2 separate regions of the Salmo salar genome follow, and region 2 is linked to region 1. A link is a contact called in public Hi-C data. All regions are on one chromosome and are shown on one strand. The core of a region is the stretch at or near the end of the contact, and the rest is flanking DNA. Distances in the headings are between cores, read along the strand shown. Region 1 holds the start of LOC106601355 (filaggrin). Region 2 overlaps LOC106601353 (choline transporter-like protein 2).

Region 1 (4,595 bases), core at 1,332-3,831:
CAAATACTTTTTCCCCTCACTGTATGTCTGTGACTCTGTGGTCAATAGCACAATGATACACAATAAAATGCATGGCATTGCAGGTAGATCCACAAAGTGCATTTGAAAGCTCAAGTGGGTTGGTTGAAAAAAGAGAGAAAGAGAGAGAGTAAGACAGAGACAGAGAGCATATGCTGAACAAACACTGAGCCTTAAGTCAGACTTCAACGCTCCATGTCCTGCTGCTCTCTCCGACCACATGAGAAGGAACCAGGGCCTTGAAGATAATGAGAGAGATCAAATAAAAGCATCTGCAATTGGAAACAGCCCTCTAGGCATCCAGCCAGTCCTTTTGTTCCAATCAAAACTGCCGTGGACACAACAAAATGCATTAAATAATACCGTTATTGCTCCAGTTGTTTCCATGGCTCTCTGTGATGCAAGACAGAACAGGCACAGGTTGTAAGGTCAGATAGTGGAGGGCAGATGGACTGGAGAGAGGAAGAGGATGTAATCATCACAAAAGCACAGGAGGTCACAGACTACCTCCTAACCATGAGCCTGTCCCACCAGGAATTCATTTACCAGAAAAAAAGAAGAATGAGAGTGAAAATGAGCAGTCAATATTCCCCTTGCTGTAACTACATGGCATCTTCATATCCAGCTAGGACATAGGCCTAGGCCTAACATATATTGCTCATTCCAAGTGAAGATATGCATTAAATGAGCAAAAGGATATGGATATTTCAGACAAATCATTTTTGTCAAGGGTCACAGATTACATTCCAAAAGTCTAAACTCCATTTCAATCATTTCACCCTGTCATTACTGTATTGGATAACACATTTCTTAACTGGCAATAACAGCAATAAATAAAATTGCAGTCATATTTTAGTTCACTATTTGGGAAGTACCAAAAACACACAAATTCAACCAATGTGTTACAATTGTGTATTTAAAACTATGTAAAGTGCTACCTTCTATATGGTGTAAGATGACAGGGGGCTTTAATGATCAACTAAGACTTTCTTTACTGAATGGTGTGCATTGTACATTTCATGCAAAACATGACAAATCGTGTGTCATAAGAGGGAGGATGCTAATAAAGTAGCCTACAGTATAAAGAGCTTTCAATGTCTTTATCAGATGAGAATGAGGTACTGAGCTCTTGAGATTCAAGCGGTTATGCAAAAACTGTAACCAGATGCATCGAACCACAAGGCCACAGCTGCTGGAAATGAGAGCCAATGTCACAACAAAATCAGATAACTTAAAGACTCAAATTAGCATGACATGTTACGTTTGGTATGGTTGCATTTTATTTATTTTTTACATTTTAGTCACTTAGCTGATGCTCTTATCCAGAGCGACTTACAGTAGTGAGTGCATACATTTTTTTTTTTTTTGTAGGGTGGATCGGTGGGCATGTAACGCGTGTTCGAATCTCATCACAAACAACTTGAACATTTGAGCTAATTAGCAAACTATTTATTACTTTTTAGCTACATCCTTCCCCAAACCCTAACTTTAACCCTTTAACCTAACTCCTAACCTTCACCTCACAGAAAGAAGGCTGCTGAGGGGAGAACAACTCATAATAATGTCTGGAAAGGAGTTAATGGAATGGTATCAAACACATGGAAACCATGTGTTTGATGAGTTCAATACCATTCAATTAATTCCGTTCCAGATATTACTATCAGCCCGTTCTCCCCAATTAAGGTGCCACCAACCTCCTGTGCTTAACCCTAACCTTAACCCCTAACTCTAACCCCTAGCCTAGCTCACATTAGCCACCTAGCTAACATTAGCGTTAGCCACCTAGCTAATGTTATCCACAACAAATTGGAATTCGTAACATATCAAATGAATTGCAAATTTGTAACATATTGTACGAATTGCAATTCGTAACATATCATATGAATTGCAATTGGTAACATATCATACGAAATGTAATTCGGAACACATCATACGAAATGGATGATTGAAATCCACAAATGAATACATACCATATCAAACATAACATCGCTAATTTGAGTGTCCTGGATTTTCGTTTACTATATTATGTCTACCCCTGAATCCAGGTTGCAGCGATGTGCATGTCACAATTGTATGTGGATATGTCACAATTGTAACTGACCATTGTAGCTCCTGATAAATGTCTCTGACTGGATTCAAACCCATGTCACCTGCTCCACGTTAAGCTAAAGCCCATGCATTCAATCTTCTGAATATGAAGAAAGAACTACTCATGTGCTAATGAGGGACAAAGTGAATAGATTTTGGTTTGCTCATTAGAATAAAGCTGAAAAAATAAAGCTATATTTAAAAGGGCGAAACTGAGCCGTCTGGAGTAATTAGGCCTATCCATTCAATAAAGGGGCACACATTTCTCCCCCAAACAACAGCTGTTGGATACAATTGCTTCTTTATATATCTTCTGCTGAAGCCTTGTTTCTAAAAATGTCTCCCCACCGTTCCATTTTTCCAAGTCTCTCTCTCACTATTAACCTAATTAGGGGTATCTCACCCTACATCTCAGCAAGTCCCTCCCCTCTCTCCTCTTCCCCATCTCTCTGCAACAGAATTCGAAGGAGAAGAAAGGGGAGGGGGCACATACAGCGCGAGCGAGAAACAAAACGTGACTAGGCACCCAAAGACTTCTGTTATGCAACTACTGACCTACTAACATACAATTGGAGACATTTAGAGAGCGAGGAGGAAATTGTAGCAAGTCCCTAACGTAATAAGATAACAGATTCAAAATAAGCGACACAGAATTCATGCTCACATACAGGCACTAATCACAGAGCTCGCACTGTACTTGAAGGACGATCGCACATTTGAATTCGATAGTAGTCGGAAATAGGAATTGTTGAACAGAAGCGTGGCTGTTATATTAGACTTCGCACTGTGGTCTTTTATTTACACATACAAGGTAAGCATTTATTTTATATGGATTGCCTATAAATGTCCCGTCGATTCATGTGTATAATGTGACTTATTATTATCGAAAACAATTCAATCCAATTGTTTAATAATACCAATTTCTGTGTTACTTAGTGGCACTTCGATTAGACTTTTCATCTAATCGAAGTCACTGATCATCACTGATACATTGTTGCAAACATTTTGGCACAACGGGAAGTGTTTATAATGTTGGTGACGGACGTTGAACCATATGTAGGTTCTGTCAATGCGAGGCGTTTTAGTGGCAGAATGTATAGGGCATGATAAGGGGGAGCATGGAATTCCTTCAGAACAAGGAACGCTGGGTGGCAGGGGCCACAGAAAACACACTTATTTGGAGTAGCTTCGTTTTCCCCCATCATAGTAGAGTTTTGAAAATATTGAAAGATACAATAACTTAAAATACGTTAAAATTATTGATCTTTAGATTAATTCCTCTATTCTTTAGTAAAAAAATTATGGACATTTATTTCAGCAACATAAATTAATTTACCAATTGTAAATTATATAAAGACAATTGTATATATATAATATTACCATTGTAATTGAAACGCTTGTGAGTTAAAAGGACACTGTTAAGACTTGGAACGGCACCATTATGGCACGAAACGTGTCTTTTTGGGTAAGGCTATGAGTCCATGGGAGACAACTGGAAAAAATTCCCTGTCGGTCTACACCTGGACTCAGGGTTAGACGTAAACATAGTAAATCTAAATTCAGGACACTTCAATTAGTATGTTGTGTTTCGTATGGTATGTATTCATTTGTGGATGTGAATCATCCATTTCGTATGATAAATTCCGATTCCAATTCGTATGATATGTTACGAATTACAGTTAGTTGTGGCTGTTAGCTAGGTGGCTAATGTTAACATTAGCTAAGTGGCGAACATTAGCTAGCTAGGGGTTATGGCTAAGGTTAACTTTAGGTTAAAGGTTAGGGGAAGGGTTAGCAAATATGCTAAGTAGTTGACAAGTATTGAAAGTAGTTGCTAAAGTTGCCCATTATGAGATTCAAACACGCAACCTTTGGGTTGCTAGACGTTCGCTTTATACGCCCACCCATCCACACTACTTTTGTTTTTGCCTTAAGTAACCATCTGTGTTTGTAACCATACCAAGCGTAACATGTACTTATTTTAGTGTCCCGGATTTAAATTTACTATGTTACGTCTAGTGTATCAGACCAGTCTAGTCTGAGGTCACACTTCTCTCCATCACATGTAGTTATTTGTGAAAGGTTAGCCAACCCGTTAACCCTTCCCCTGCTCAGTGGGGCAAACTGAATCTAGAGTAAAGGCTACTGGAATATTGTGCTGTCCTACATATCTGAAAACATTGTTTTGGATATGAATGATAATCTAAAGTATTGGCTGTTTCTGTAAGGTGAGCTGGATATACTGGGCATGTTTATTTCTGTCCTTATTTAGGCTACTGGGTCAAATGTGAGCCTATCTCAAAGTTTTGACAAGTTGTTGGATTAGCCTATGGGTAGCAAATGCAACAGGGCAACAAGCTATGTGCAAGAAACTTGCTTTTGCCTTGAATGACTTCCCCAGGGATCTGTTATAATATGCAAAATGTACATTTATCAGAGACACCACAAAGAGTAGTGGTATGTTGAAGAGGGCTAAAAAAACATGTGAT
Region 2 (4,580 bases), core at 946-3,445, 93 kb after region 1:
TGGATATTCACATATCCATAACCACATCCTGTTGTGCCATTTCCTCTGCTTACTCTGGGTTTGCACGCTAGCGGGACATTAGACTGCTTTTTATTAAAATACATTTAGCAGTGAGCAATGAAAAGCAATCTCAATAACAATTCAAATTAGATTGCCTTTGTCTGAACCCAACGGGATGCAGTGTATGCTGATGATAAAGACAGATTATGGGGAAATTGAGTATATTTCATGATGAGCTGTGTTTGGAAAATGGGTATTGATGAAAAGCTTCTGTTGGAATCTCTCCATACTCTTTCCAGGCAGTGTAGTCACTTGTTTTGGCCAATGGGATAGTCTATGTCATTCTGGGAATTGCCAATTTTCCATTCATTACAAGTTAGTGAGAGAAAGCAAAGGCTCCCTCTGTCCTCATTTTCTGTAAAACCCTACTGGCCCCATTATTACAAGCATAGTAGCAGACTGTTTACAAGCTACCAGCACAAAATAGAAAATCAGCAACAGTCTCAACATCTCGATGGGCTATGCACAGGGAGGATATTTCACCCTGCAAGAGTTGGATCTCCACTGAATACATAATACGGTAATGACATAAATTCCCACATTTCAGTGTCACATTTTCTCTACAACTTCTCTATGGCTTGAGAAAAGATATTTAAAAAAGCTACAGCACATTAGGAACAAGAGCACAACGTGGTATTCTGTTGGGGAAGCATGGTGAGTGGGAGTGTGCTGTCAGGCCCTGCCAGCTTTAATCAATTAATGCATCCTTTCTTAAAGGGGTGCCTATGGCCTCAGCTTCACTACATTCACTATCAGGACAAATGTTATTTGCTACATCGGTTGTTGTAATAACTTTATTAGGGTACACTACCGTACCTAGATGTTTCCCAAGAATCTGCACAAAGAAATATATATACCACTGTTTCTCTTGTGGACAGAGAGCTCATTGTATAGTGTACTACACAAGGCAGTTTTACTTCTGGTTTTCTTGAGCTTCAGGTATTTGCTTTGGAACTTTTCTAATGTTTCCTGAGTCGAGTTTCCCCTCAATATTATCCTTCCTCCCTAGCCTCTCCTCCTCTCACAGTGAAAACGACCATAAATAAGGTCAACCTTCCATTAAATGTTTTATCTGTCCACCATGCCTGTATTTATACCCATACCGATGTCTACAGTGCTCTATGTACAGAATATAGAGTACTGTTGCTCATTTATGCACTAGATTATGACTGTCATTCTGAATGTGTGTATGCACATATCTTGAGAACAGAAATAATGTATTTTGTTTGGGACTGGTGAACAGCACTGCACTTAAACAGTATACACTCATCCAATGTGCACTTCTCCTGAGTCAACTATTATACAGAGCATTCGGAAAGTATTCAGACCCCTTGACTTTTTCAACATTTTGTAACGTTACAGCCTTATTCTAAAATGTATTAAAATGGTTTTTTTCCCCTCATCAACCTACACACAATACCCCATAATGACAAAGCAAAAACAGGTTTTTCAAAATTTTAGCAAAAAAACTGAAATATGACATTTACATAAGTATTCAGACAGCTCTAGGAAGAGTCTTGGTGGTTCCAAACTTCTTCCATTTAAGAATGATGGAGGAAACTGTGATCTTGGGGACCTTCAATGCTGCAGAAATGTTTTGGTACCCTTCCCCAGATCTGTGCCTCGACACAATCCTGTCTCAGAGGTCTACAGACAATTCCTTCGACCTCATGGCTTGGTTTTTGCTCTGACATGCACTGTCAACTGTGGAACCTTATATAGACAGGTGTGTGCCTTTCCAAATCATGTCCAATCAATTGAATTTACCACAGGTGGACTCCAATCAAGTTGTAGAAACATCTCAAGGATGATCAATGGAAACAGGATGCACCTGAGCTCAATTTCGAGTCTCATAGCAAAGGGTCTGAATACTTATGTAAATAAGGTATTTCTGTTTTAAGTTTTAATACTTTTGCCAAACATTCTACAAACCTGTTATCGCTTTGTTATTATGGGGTATTGTGTGTATTGATGTAGAACATTTTTTTTATTTAATCAATTTTAAAATAAGGCTGTAACATAACAAAATGTGGAAAAAGGGAAGGGGTCTGAATACTTTCCCTGTAGGCACTGTATACCCCTGAGAAAAGAGAAGCATGACGTCATATCAACACAGTAGGCTATAATAGCAGCTTCCCCTCCTCAGTCTGTCTCTCATTACAGTAAGTGCAGTAGTAGAGTGTTGACTGAGTGCAGTATGTATGACCGTTTCCCTCATAGGGAGTTTTCAACATCAAAATAAGATTGACTTGACCAAGAGTCCTGACTGCAGCAGATAACATAACTACTTCAGAGATATCGAAACTAGATATGGAGCCTTGTTGGTGGTTAGGGTAGGGAAGTGTGCCCTCTCTCCAAATATCTCTGCTGGTAAAAACAGCATCCTCTTTATGGTCTGGACTAGATATCTGTACACTTTGGATCAGGGTTCGAATTACAGAGCTACCAGGACACCCCCATAAACGTTACAAATATCAATGTTGGTCCAGTCCACTATTTTTAGAGTATCCCAAGAGACCATATGTAATTCCATCCCTGCTCTGGACTATAATCCTAAACAAAACTCTGCTGTAACAATGAATATCTCTGAATATAAGATGCTCCTGAGTCCTAACCATCTCTTCTTCAGTTTCCACTTTCTGAAGCCTGCTGGATAAACAGGCCTATCTTCCTGAGGAGAGAGTGTCACCTCTACTGTCTGTCTCCATAATTTACTCCAGTGAGAGACTCTCTCAGAGACAACAGACAGCACTGCACTTCACTGAAACCCCCATTCATGTCGTCTTTGTTGTTTTCTCCATTGTGCTCATAGCAGAGATAGATAGGCCAGAGCCTCAGCACCAACCCATTAGACAACATCAATTAGCCAAGTAATCTATGTTTTGATAACATTAACAAAGAAACACAATTACATTCTCTAAAAGTGTCAGGTGCGTCGTAAAAAGTGGACCAAGGCGCAGCGGGTATCGTGCTCATCTTCCTTATTTTATTTGGATAAGCGTGAACACAACAAAAAATAACCAACGACGAACCAGTTCTATAAGGCTTACCAGCTATACAGAAAATAACTACCCACAAACACAGTGACAAAAACCCCCTACTTAAATATGGCCTCCAATTAGAAGCAACGAAGAACAGCTGCTTCCAATTGAAGGCCAAACCAAACCTGAACATAGAAATAGACTAAATAGACATTCAAACATAGAAATAGACAACATTACCCAAAAACCCAAGAATCAAACACACCCCTGCCACGTGCTGACCATACTATAATAACAAAATGACCCCTTTACTGGTCAGGACGTGACAAAAAGTCTGCTAAATGAACCTAATTTCCAAAATAGTGCTCTATTTTCGTACCCCTTACTCATGGCTCTGATTCAGCTATGAAAATCTACAAAACAATGCAGAATTCCAAAGAGTATAGGGGTTTTCACCTTCCAAACATCCAGATGTGACAGACCAGACAGGCTGTGGGAGGGCAGCCAAGTCCAACAGTGATGACTACCAGTCAGGAAGAGGAAGGGCATGGCATACCACACAAATAGACGGGGGTCCCTAATAACTCAACATCACTATTACAGGAATTGATCTCTGCCACTTCTCTTCTCCTCAGGCCCCATGACCCTAATAACTTTATCTAACACAGGCTGTCTGCTGTCTGAATGGAAACAAAACGTAACTTCTGTTGGGTTAATAAGTCACATGAGTCTGTTTGGGCCAGACTGTGATCAAGCAGATTAAACAATAATAATTGGGGCTGACAGGGAACACTATTATCCTTCCCTAGGGGCATGCCACTGGGCACAGATGTCAATTCAACGTCCATTCCACGTTGCTTCAATGTAATTTCATTTAAACATTGTGGAAAGAACATTGATTCAACCAGAGTGTGCCCAGTGGGATGCCTGTTTATTCAATACTGTTGTTGAGTAAAGCGACAATGTGGGAAGTGATAACACGATGACAGCTGTTGTAATAGAAAACAGCTGGACTGGACTTCAAATGCAAATGTTCATGAATAGCAAAAACTACACTATTGCTACACTCTTAGAAAGGTGCTATCTAGAACCTAAAAGGGTCATTTGGCCGTCCCCATACAGGAACCCTTTGAAGAATCATTTTTGGTCCTAGGTAGAACCCTTTTGGTTCCAGCCAGAACCTATTTGAGTTCCATGTAGAACCCTTTACACAGAGGGTTCTACATGGAACCAAAAATAGTTCTACCTGGAAACAGAAAGGGTTCTACCTGGAAACAGAAAGGGTTCTCCTACAGGGACAGCCAAAGAACCCTTTTGGAACCCTTTTTCTAAGAGTGTAGCTAGACCTTGCCAGAGCTTGAAATAAAGATCAGAGAGACTCTGGATCAAGTTTCAAACCACTCTCCTAAATATGTCTTATAATTACACATAATCTAAGACTGCACAGGGCTGTAGGCTGTCTGATCCTGTCAGTTCCCCTGTTATTGAGGTTTCCTGATATGTGTTGGCCTGAAATTACTCCATGATGTGAAATGGGGA

What was found. A called contact is a pair of places that touch in the nucleus more often than the background predicts.
Region 2: a Hi-C map of muscle shows a contact between it and region 1, with 2.6 times the contacts expected there. The contact joins the enhancer-like site here to the promoter of LOC106601355 in region 1. A contact is called at or near these places in 2 of 3 Hi-C or Micro-C datasets (gill and muscle).

The regions. Positions count from the first base shown.
Region 1 is chrssa03:67,674,776-67,679,370 of Ssal_v3.1, forward strand. LOC106601355 (filaggrin) reads left to right here and starts at 2,582. Exons shown (of 2, transcript XM_014193513.2): 1 at 2,582-2,917. The region is part of intron 1 of LOC123741882 (a long non-coding RNA gene); the gene reads right to left.
Region 2 is chrssa03:67,767,771-67,772,350 of Ssal_v3.1, forward strand. The region is part of intron 1 of LOC106601353 (choline transporter-like protein 2); the gene reads right to left. Among protein-coding and RNA genes, the nearest start is that of LOC106601353, 7.5 kb to the right of the region's middle. Within about 2 kb of position 2,196, at least 1 of the 13 cell types and tissues checked has an H3K27ac peak or open chromatin away from gene starts, as enhancers often do. A contact at or near this core is called in muscle, where this site is marked.